Regions from separate parts of the Mus musculus genome. Here region 2 is linked to region 1. Evidence: chromatin contacts called from public Hi-C data. All regions are on one chromosome and are shown on one strand. Each heading gives the region's core, a stretch centred on a gene start, on an enhancer-like site or on the middle of the called end of the contact. The rest is flanking DNA. Distances are from core to core; before and after follow the strand shown. Region 1 overlaps L3mbtl3 (L3MBTL3 histone methyl-lysine binding protein). Region 2 overlaps Arhgap18 (Rho GTPase activating protein 18).

Region 1 (5,137 bases), core at 944-3,443:
AGCCCTGGCTGTCCTTGAATTCACTCTGTAGACTAGCGTGGCCTCAAACTCAAGAGATCTACCTGCCTCTGCCTCCTGAGTGCTGGGATTAAAGGCACGTGTCACCACCATTCAGCTCCAATTTATGTTTTAATTATTTTAACTATTATGCAAACAGGAATCCATGCTGGAGGCCAGTTAGATGGTACTAGTACCACAAATGATCCCAGAGGCTCGGGTCACAGTGGCGGCAGTGAAAACAGAGAGCAATCAGTTTTGAGTGAACATTGTAAACAGAGGACTGAGAGTGTTGGTCGGTACATTTAGCATAGGATGTGAGTGAACTGAGGAAGTCAGGACACTACAAGGTTATGGGTATAGGCAGCAGGAATGCACTGCCATTTCCTGGGCTAGGAGAAACTGTTATCAGTGCCTCGGACATTTCCAGTGACAAGTGAGAACGCCTGCTCTGAGCATGTTTAGCAAACAAGAAAGACTGTCAAATACACCATGGACACAAAAGCCTGGAGAGAGATCACACAGAAAGAAGATCAGGGCTCAAAGTATCCATTCTGCCGTTATCAGCATTTGGGCTGACACTTAATCACCTGAAGAAAGGGACAAAGTCCATGTCAGGTGACTTGTAAGTGACGTAATAGAAGAAATCAACTGGAATCAATGGTGCTACAGGTCTAAAGAGAAGTGAGGACTAATCATGAGACCTGTCAACAGAAACTTCTCTAGTTATCACTGACAAACAGGACACAACAGCTGGAACAAAATGAAGTTAAAAATGGCGAAGATGGTGTCAGAGAAAGCATATTGACTTAAGAAGTTCAGGTAAGCTGGGCAGTGGTGGCGCACACCTTTAATCTCAGCACTTGGGAGGCAGAGGCAGGTGGATTTCTGAGTTCAAGGCCAGCCTGGTCTACAAAGTGAGTTCCAGGACAGCCAGGGCTACACAGAGAAACCCTGTCTCAAAAAACCAAAGGAAAAAAAAAGTTCAGGTATAAATGGAGGCAGCAAAATGAGGCAAAAGAGAGAAGAAAAAGAAAAAACCTGAAGTTTTGCTTTATTGATTATTAAAAAATTGAAAGATGTGAAGTTGAGTATATAGGAATTTTCTATTTTCTAAGCTACTTTAAGTTTAAAATTACTTGAAAACAATTTTTTTTTGAACAAGTACACAATAGCCAGAAAAGAAGGAGTTGCTGAGCAAATCTTGTGATGGGGGCATCCTGTATGCTAAGGATATAGCCTATATATTAAGGATACTTCCTTTCTGCTAGGGATACATCAGGTTTTAAATCAAATCTCTCTTCCCTCATGTGTGCACTGGTAAAAAAACAATTCATCAGAGACCATGATGTGCAGGTACAGAGGGCAGAACAAAAATTAGAGTCAGGGTAGGGCTCTCAGGGATGGCCTGGGCTAGTCACCCAGGTGGAAAGCCAGAAGGTAAGCCAAGTGGGAGACATATATTTCTCCTTGTTTATTCGAAGAAGAAGAAGAAGAAGAAGAAGAAGAAGAGGAGGAGGAGGAGGAGGAGGAGGAGGAGGAGAGAGGAGGAGGAGGAGGAAGGAAAAAGAAGAGAAGGAAATGTAGTAGCCTGGAAGAGCAGTCAAAGAGAGGCAAGGACTAAGGGTCCAGCTGACCTTCACATTAATAGCCACAAATGCAAAGTCATAGCAATCAGCATGTGATACCCATTTCTAGCTATAGTCATTGGTCAGGCACAGATACAGTAGGCAGAAGTGGATTCAACCCAGACTGGCATGGAGTCAGGTAAACATACAATAGATAAATAGAGACCACATTTGCCAGGGAAGAGTTCCAGTAAATATCACAGAATGACAAGAGGCCTATAGGCATACCACAGCATGGATCCTGTGCTCACAAAGATAATAAATGGAGAGAGAGACAGACAGACAGAGAGACAGAGAAACAGAGAGACACAGAGAGAGAAAGAGAAAGGGGAGAGAGACAGAAAACTAGAAGTTCATAGCCAGGGAGTAACAAAAATTGGCATTACCAATCAGGAAGAAATGCTGATTAAGTAGTCAAACCCAAAGAGCTTTCTAAGAAATGTTCTAAGTGAGTGAGGTTAGCATAGCTTCTCAAGTGCACACTGTCAGCAATAGCACACACTGAGACAGAGAGCACTACTTCAAGCTGGTTTTCCGCAGAGTTTACTTCAAAAGAAAACACTTTAGCTTCAGGCTGGAGAGGAAGGACCTGGGTTCATCTCCTAGGAACCCACAAGGGAGCTCACAACCACCTAGAACTCCAGTTCCAGTGAGATCTGACGCCCCCTTCTGGCATCAGCAAGCCTTGCATGCACATGGTACACAGACATCGCATAAAAAGCTAGGCTAATATCAAGTTTATCTGTCCTCATGAAACACTCCTATTTCTGCAGCCTGTATGGACTACTCTGCTTCCCTTGAGAGACAAGAGAACTTTGTTCTTCTCCTTAGTTATGACGATGCTACATCCCCTCCTCTGAACTCCACGTTTTAGAAACCTCAGAAGCATGGCTCTTGCAAATCATGTGTTGTTGCATCGGATGAAAAAAGTTGATTCTCCTCAGAGAATCACCTAAGAGAGAAGCCTAGAGACAACACACCACACAACTGGAACTTGCATCTGCTCTGACTCAACACTTCTCCTCTCTAAACCAATCTGATATTAAAATGAAACTGAAACAACTTCCTTTTAAATTATAGTAAGCCTTATAACTAATGTACGAAGCAAAATTATATAACTAACATACAAAGTAAAATAGTATAATTTTATGCAGTGGTACATAATATTTCAATATATGAAATAATTATTCTTTCTAAAATATTTGTGTCATTCTATACTCTTAGATGACTATAATGTTTTAGTCATTTACTTTTTCTCTTTCCAATAAAAGTACTCTGTAGGGGGAACAAAAGGAAGTAGTACTTATAAATAGCTTCATAAAAAATAATACATATACAGTGGTTCAATTCTTTCTCTTGTCAATCAAATGTAACGGTAAAGTACCTGCCAAAGTCATGCTGATTATTTCAAAGCAAAAATAAATGTTACTAACTTTAGATTTTTTTGATTTATCTATAAATTACAACTAAGGAAATCTACACCATACTGCTTATTGCCTAAATGTTACATGAAGTCCATCATAAGTATTTATTAAGTCACCATTGAAGCTAAAGCCACCATCTCAATGAAGAAAATAAGCATAGCCCACTCTGACCCATTTTCCTTATACTCTGTCAGTAGCACACAGCGCCCCACTCAAAAGTTGGAAGGCTCCAAACTCATTTCCTTTGCCACCGAACAAGTCATCATAGTCCCATCCAGTGTTCGAAGGCAGACATGTGACAAGTGACCGGCACCAATCACTTTTCACTTCTTCTCCCTATCTCCATCATTTAGGACTTTATGCAAATCACGGGTGAACTACTAATAGCAGACTGCTATGATCCCTGTGGATCAATCGTGGGTGGTTCTGAAAAGCTCAGAAAACAAATTCACAAACACAAAAACCCCTCAATATTTATGATTTAACTATAAAGTGAGCAAGATCATGTTATACAAATTCCAACAGGCTAAGTGAGTACCCCAGCCCCTAGGGTTAAAAGGGAGATGTGCTTTGTTGGAGGTGGGTATTTGTTTAGCTCAGACTAGCCTTGAATTTGCTGTGTAGAGAGTGACTTTCACTTTTTTGATCCTCCAGCCTCCTTTTCCCAAAAACTACATCAACTTCCATGTGTATGCATGAGAGCCAAGCAAGGATATTTCTTCTTTTTCTCTGTGCTGAGAGAGAAGACGTGATTAATGTGACCAGTCATCTCGTGTCAGATAGCTACACTCCCTTCCTTCACAGTGCTTTGAGACCTTCTTCTAGCCCAGAAACCACACTCAACATACTCTAAGTGCAGGAATACAACCTTAGAAGATGATGTCCGCACTTGCCCCTTCCATGCTTCAAGTACTTGCGAACTGATTTCTGCCCCCTGAAACTTTTATTTGAATCCTGTGGCATGCGATGAAGCAGGTATTATCTGACCCCTACAGAAGGGGCAACTAGGCCGCAAGAGTTAAGTAAGCTACAAGGTGCCAGTTTCCACAGAGCATGCCTGACAGTGACTCAACATCCCCTCAGGTGTAACTCTAATCCCATGTCTTCTGCCTTTCTTCATGAACCCTCCAGTGAGGTTGAATCAATCCTTCATTCCACATGCCACACAAGACAGCAACAGATGGTACGGGGTGGGGGTGGGGTGGGGTGGGGTTGGAGGTGGGTACACAATTAAACCCTAAGCACCAATGACTGAGGGCACGTTTCTCTCCTACCTGAGAACACAGGTCCCCAGTGCCAAAGTTCAAGACTTAAGTTCCATTCACTGCATGCCCTTCTGCAAAAACACCACTCAGTGTACTTCCAACTAAACTTAGTAATAAAAGTTCATGGCACTCTAAGACCCATGTTACAAATCAGTTAATATTATATTATGAGAAAACTAAAGTTATTATTATTGTAAACTTGTAAATATTAAAGAGCTGGACCTTGAGGCACAGTTTGTAGTTACTCAGAAACAGCTGGGGAAAGGTGGTTTCTTCCACGTCACCAATTTGATGCTTCCCTTTCGACAGATCTACTCTTTGCTGACTTTTGCCCTAACTCACCAAGAGATCCATCACAACAAACTGAAACCCAAGGGGCTGAGGCTGCAGATCCACGCACTCAGGACTTTGTGCTAAACATATTAAGTCCCATGGTCATGCTGTCCTGGAGCTGGATCCCCAAAGACACGATCACACTAAAATAGCATTTCTTTCCAAGGAAAAATATTTCCCAGTGCCTGGGGGGAAGAAGAGGAGACAATTCTCATCATATGTTCTGTCTCTGGAGCCCAATATCAGGCAAGAGGGAGGGAAGAGGGAAAGAGGCTGCGTATGCAATAGGGGGTAGGGTACAGTATTCCTAAGGTGCTTATAACAGAGCAAGACAATGCAGAGGTTCCTCTATCTTGTACTCTTGTTGTGGCCATTTCAAGTTTAAACTAGAATTTGATCCCTTTGATAGAGAATCCCATAGACAACAAGCAAACCCTATTCTAGGAGCCCAAGGTCACAACACTCCAGCTACCTTACCTTAGCTTCTGCT
Region 2 (5,236 bases), core at 1,949-4,448, 570 kb after region 1:
AAAATAACCATTTCAATTTTCTTCTGCTACAAAAGTAAATTGGAGTAGGGAACTAAGAATTAAGTCTCCCTGTGGAGCCCCCAGCTGATGGGGGGGGGCTTATGCAAATAAGGTTGGCTTGGAACATAGGGATATACACCTGCCTCTGTCTCTAGAGCTATAGGATTAAAGACATATGCCACCATACCTGGCTTAAAAATATATTTTAAAAAGGGAGGGAGGAGGGGGAGAGAGAGTAAGGCAGACAGAAAAAAGAAAGAGAAAAAGAAAAGAAAAAAGAGAAAGAAAGAAAGAAAGAAAGAAAGGAAGGAAGGAAGGAAGGAAAGAAAGGAAAGAAAGAAAGAAAATTGGAGAGGAGCCTCTTGCCCTATCAACTTAGTCAGCTTGGGTGTTTATTCATTGTAAAAGTATGAAGGAGGATGGAAGTTTGAGTTCTGTGTCTGACACAAGAAGCTCATTCTGGGCAGAAGGAATAGTCTAACAGTCATAAGGCAGGAGCTTGGTTGGGTCATTTGAGCACTAGCACAGTATGAATATGCTGGCATGAAGCCTGCTTGGCAGCAGGGTAGTTTGAAATGAGGTCAGAAGGGCAGTCGCCATAGATCACACAGAACCTTGGAATTTGAATTTAACCCAAGCAAAATGAGGCCATTGCTAGATTTTGAGTAAAGGCATGAAATATGTGTGGTATGTAAAAGGAGTAGGAGGTCCTTAGATCCAAGGTAAGGGACAGTTGCAGTTGTGGCTCAGACTAAAGTATTGGTAGAGGAGTAGTTGGATTGCCATTGTGTTTTAAAGTTGGAGTCATTTGGATTCATTACTTGAAAATCATGAATTGTAAAAGAATAAAAGAAAGGGCAAAAAGAACAACTGCAGCAGAGGCAGACGGATCTCTTGAGTTTGAGGCCAGCCTAGTCTCGAGTGGTGACGCACGCCTTTAATCAAAGCACTTGGGAGGCAGAGGCAGGTGTATTTCTGAGTTCGAGGCCAACCTAGTCGACAAAGTAAGTTCCAGGACAGCCAAGGCTACACAGAGAAACCCTATCTCAAAAAAAAAAAAAAAAACAAACAAACGAATAAAAAAGAAAGAAAGAAAGAAAAAATCCAGACAGACAGACATTACTGGACAAAATAGACCATCTCTATTATCCATGGAAGTGAACATGAAGCTAAATTCTCAGTGAGTTCCTGGACAGCCAGGACTACAGATCAACTGTCTAAAAGAAAATCGCTGACCCAAAATTCGAAATTTGTGATATGAGGAATTAGGATGACTGGAAAGATCTTAATTTCAATATGGGATCTGTTGCATATGAGAAGTCAGATAGACGTCTAAAGCTAATGATAGACGTTTAAGTGACTTTGGAAGGCCAATCAAGACCCAGGTCAGCCAGAGAGGTCTACGGCTTGCCACTGCCGGTGGGAAAGCAGAAACTGGGTCCAGGCAGAGCCATGCCTCCATTCCGTATTTCAATGGGAATTTTACTACAAACTTGAGGCTCTAGTGTACTCAATTTAAGGCAGTCCTTGTGAGGGACAGTCTAGGGAGTACAATGAGGTTTGGTAAGAGACACAGGGTAAGACACAAGTGATAAAAGTATTTAAAGAACATTTGTTGAGATGTGGCAACCATCTGAAAGTTATGCTGCTTATTGGATTTTTGAAAAAAGACAAGTTTCTAATTGTGTGTATGTTTGTGTGTGAGAGCATGTGTGTGCATGTCTGTGTATGTTTGTGTGTGAGAGCATGTGTGTGATGTCTGTGTATGTTTGTGTGTGAGAGCATGTGTGTGCATGTCTGTGTATGTTTGTGTGTGAGAGCATGTGTGTGATGTCTGTGTATGTTTGTGTGTGAGAGCATGTGTGTGCATGTCTGTGTATGTTTGTGTGTGAGAGCATGTGTGTGCATGTCTGTGTATGTTTGTGTGTGAGAGCATGTGTGTGTAAGTGTCTGTGTATGTTTGTGTGTGAGAGCATGTGTGTGTAAGTGTCTGTGTATGTTTGTGTGTGAGAGCATGTGTGTGTAAGTGTCTGTGTATGTTTGTGTGTGAGAGCATGTGTGTGTAAGTGTCTGTGTATGTTTGTGTGTGAGAGCATGTGTGTGTAAGTGTCTGTGTAGGTCAGAAGAGGGGGTTGGGTCTCCTGGAGCTGCAGCTGCAGGTGGTTGTAAACCTCCCTATCTATGTAGGTGCTGGGACCTGAGTTCCAGGATGCCAGAGGAACACTAAGTGCTCCTCACCACTTCTCTATTTTTTCACTTTCATTGACATTTTCTCTCGCCACGTTTGAAAATAGTCTAATCATAAAGAGGTGTCTAATTAGATACAGCATGGCATATTTATATCACCTCATATAAAAATATACACAATATAAAATTTTTATATCATGAAGTACACTGAAAAGTAAATAAAATAAAATAAAAATAAAAGTGACACCAGTAAAGAGTAGAAAATAAGACTTGTGATGGGTGAGAATTAGGGCTGGTTTTTTTTTTTTTTTTCTTTTTCTTTTCTTCTAATTTCAGGGAAAGAACCCAGCGCTGACTACTGTATCCCTGAGCTAAATTCTCCAACTCCCAAACTTTGTAAACATTTACCCGGTGTAAGACACATTGCTAATGATTTTGTAAACATTATCTTATTTTAAAATCCTGTTTCCGTAGTTAGGGTATATTGTCTTATTTCAGATAAGGAAAGAATATTTTAAACAGCAATTTTAATCTTCTGTAGAGGGAAAAGAGTTGGGATTGAAGACCAACTCTCTTTAAAACCTACCAGTTCTTACTGATTTTCTGAAACGGCATCAGATTGTAGCCTCTAGGAAGAATCTATTCCAAATCTTTGAGTTCATTGTGTTGGTTCTGATTATGTGCTGCTGCTGGTATGAAATGACACACAGGTAGCTTTTAAAATAAGCCTGAGTAGGGGGAAAGGGCCAGTTGAAAAAGAAATTTAGAACAAGAGCTAGCAGGAGTAGGGAAATGTGGCTACTGGTCGTATGTTAGGCGTATGTGAGACTGAATTCTGTTAGTGAGACTTGCCTACTTAGGGGTGGGTTGCAGTTCCTGCGTCACTCAGAGCTTCAGATACATCTTTGAAGTTAACCTAGAAATTATACTCGAGGGCACAGAATGCTGTGTAACTCCAGGGTGATTCAAGGGTGAGAAAACAGCAAGACAGACCCAAGGCATGCTCGTATTTACATAGTGAGTCACTGAAAATGGGAAATGACTTGTCAGAATTAAGAGAAACACGAAGAATGTATGTTGTCTTAGAATCTCAGGCAAGAAGAGCAAATTTAGGAAGTGCTGATGTAGAAGCACCAAATACTGCAGAAAAGTCAATGATGACTGTCACTCTGGAGTATTGTCAGACCTGGATAATAAAGCCAGGTAATTAGGGATTGGGGTGGCGATCTTAAAGATACTATGTATGCTATTAAAGCTAAGTATATACAACTGGACATTCATGCTATTAAGATAAGCTTGACTAGATAAATGAGTTCTTTGAGCCAAGTTATAATACTTAATTTGCCTAATAAGACAAATATTTTCATGACTACAATGTATTAATCGATATGAACATGAGTGTTCTCAAATACTATTAAGTTTTGTCCATTATGATAGGAAGATACAATCACAAAATTATAGACCATTAGAAATAGTTATTTTCTGTTAGCAATTAACTTATTGGGCTCTTGTTCTCTCTATATACCCAGTTTTGGTATATGTAAACTTATATATTTAGTTGTATTTCAGTGGGGAGGGAACTAAGGATGGAACCCTCTATTTAGGCACACAGAGTCCCACTGTACTGTACTCTAAAACATGTATCTTCTCTGATATTGAAAAAGTAGAAACAATAGCATCTGAGCCCCAGCATGAAGTCCCTTTGTGAATGTTGTTCTTTCTCCTACTTGTTCGGCACACTTTTTCCTGCTTTAGTCTTCTTATGCTAATCACAGACATCCTTCCTTGCACCTGTAATTCCTCAGATGGCCTCTGTCTAATAAGCATGCACGGGCAGCTTTGATGATCACTTAGTGACAAATTGCTGAAGCTCCCAGGCTTCATTTCCAGCCTGGTCTTTGATTTACGTGATCCTTCCACGGCTGCCCACCTCCCAGAGAGACTTTTACAAGCTTGGGCTGTAGGAGTCCCATATATCTGATGTTATCTCCCACTTCTGGTCACATGGGCTCAGGAAACCAAACTTCTCATGGTGTCCTTCACTTCGACGTTCCCTCTGAATGACCTGGTGTCAGACACTAAAGCAGAGCTCCAGTTTTGAAATGTTTCCAAAAGCCCCAGATGATCTTGTAAGAGATTCAGGTTTAAGGACATGGGCTGGAGGATGCTGGAGTCAGCTGAATAACAATCAGGCTCTGGTGGCTTACCCATGAGCCACAGCCCTCCTAGGCATTCACCTGGGGTTTCATTGAGAAGGTCGTCAAGAGTATTGATCATTGTGACAGGTAGTGATCACCAGTTCTAGCACCTACTTTTTAGATCAGGACAACAGAGTCTAGCTTAACTTGGAGACTCATGTGGAAAATCAAATCAAACGTCACACTCTTATTTTTATGACACACTCCATCTTAAATAGAAAATACAAATATCATGTAAAAAAAATAGGACTTATTTCACTGTGAATTAAATGCTAATCAACTTCCGTAAACTCTTAGGGCCCTTGATGTTTTCTGAATCTGAATCAGGTTAAAGTTAAAGGCATTCTGATAACAAAGACCACATTTGGCACACTGTTTAAGCCAGAAGAGCTCTTTATATCACCACGACCACCTTCCTTGTATTGGAAGTTCACACTAGGGTGACCTACATGTCATTTTGCTTAAGATACTTTGCTAAAATGTCCTTACTTAATTTTCTAAAGTATATATTACATCTGACCTTTTAAAGAAATCCTTATTTCTAATTTGCTCTTTTGATGATAAAGGGTTTTCTGTAGCTCTAAAAGTGTCAGTTTTCCATTCACATGGGTTTCAAGGGAGAAGAAGAATGTCTTATGACTGTACGGTAAATTTTTGGAGGGCAAAACTATAAGGAATGTAATGGTTACACCTGACAGAAAAGGCAGGGGAGATCATGGTTTATTTAACCAGATCAGAACTACAATCAGATTTCTCTAAGCACACCTTAGCTCAATATATAACATGTGTGAGGACCATTTGAGAGCATTTTTTTTTCTGTTAACACTAGTCTTGGTGTACAGAGGAAATTA

What was found. A called contact is a pair of places that touch in the nucleus more often than the background predicts.
Region 2: a Hi-C map of bone marrow-derived macrophages shows a contact between it and region 1, with 11 read pairs. The contact joins two enhancer-like sites. A contact is called at or near these places in 1 of 15 datasets of contacts at CTCF or cohesin (large pre-B cells), 1 of 484 Hi-C or Micro-C datasets (bone marrow-derived macrophages), 5 of 115 datasets of contacts at active chromatin or transcription factors (bone marrow-derived macrophages, double positive thymocytes and embryonic stem cells) and 1 of 9 other capture datasets (embryonic stem cells).

What each region holds. Positions count from the first base shown.
Region 1 is chr10:26,320,263-26,325,399 of GRCm38.p6, forward strand. All of the region lies in intron 12 of L3mbtl3 (L3MBTL3 histone methyl-lysine binding protein), which reads right to left. Among named protein-coding and RNA genes, the nearest start is that of L3mbtl3, 51 kb to the right of the region's middle. Within about 2 kb of position 2,194, at least 19 of the 459 cell types and tissues checked have an H3K27ac peak or open chromatin away from gene starts, as enhancers often do. A contact at or near this core is called in bone marrow-derived macrophages, where this site is marked.
Region 2 is chr10:26,892,748-26,897,983 of GRCm38.p6, forward strand. All of the region lies in intron 12 of Arhgap18 (Rho GTPase activating protein 18), which reads left to right. Among named protein-coding and RNA genes, the nearest start is that of Gm30534, 71 kb to the right of the region's middle. Within about 2 kb of position 3,199, at least 33 of the 459 cell types and tissues checked have an H3K27ac peak or open chromatin away from gene starts, as enhancers often do. A contact at or near this core is called in bone marrow-derived macrophages, where this site is marked.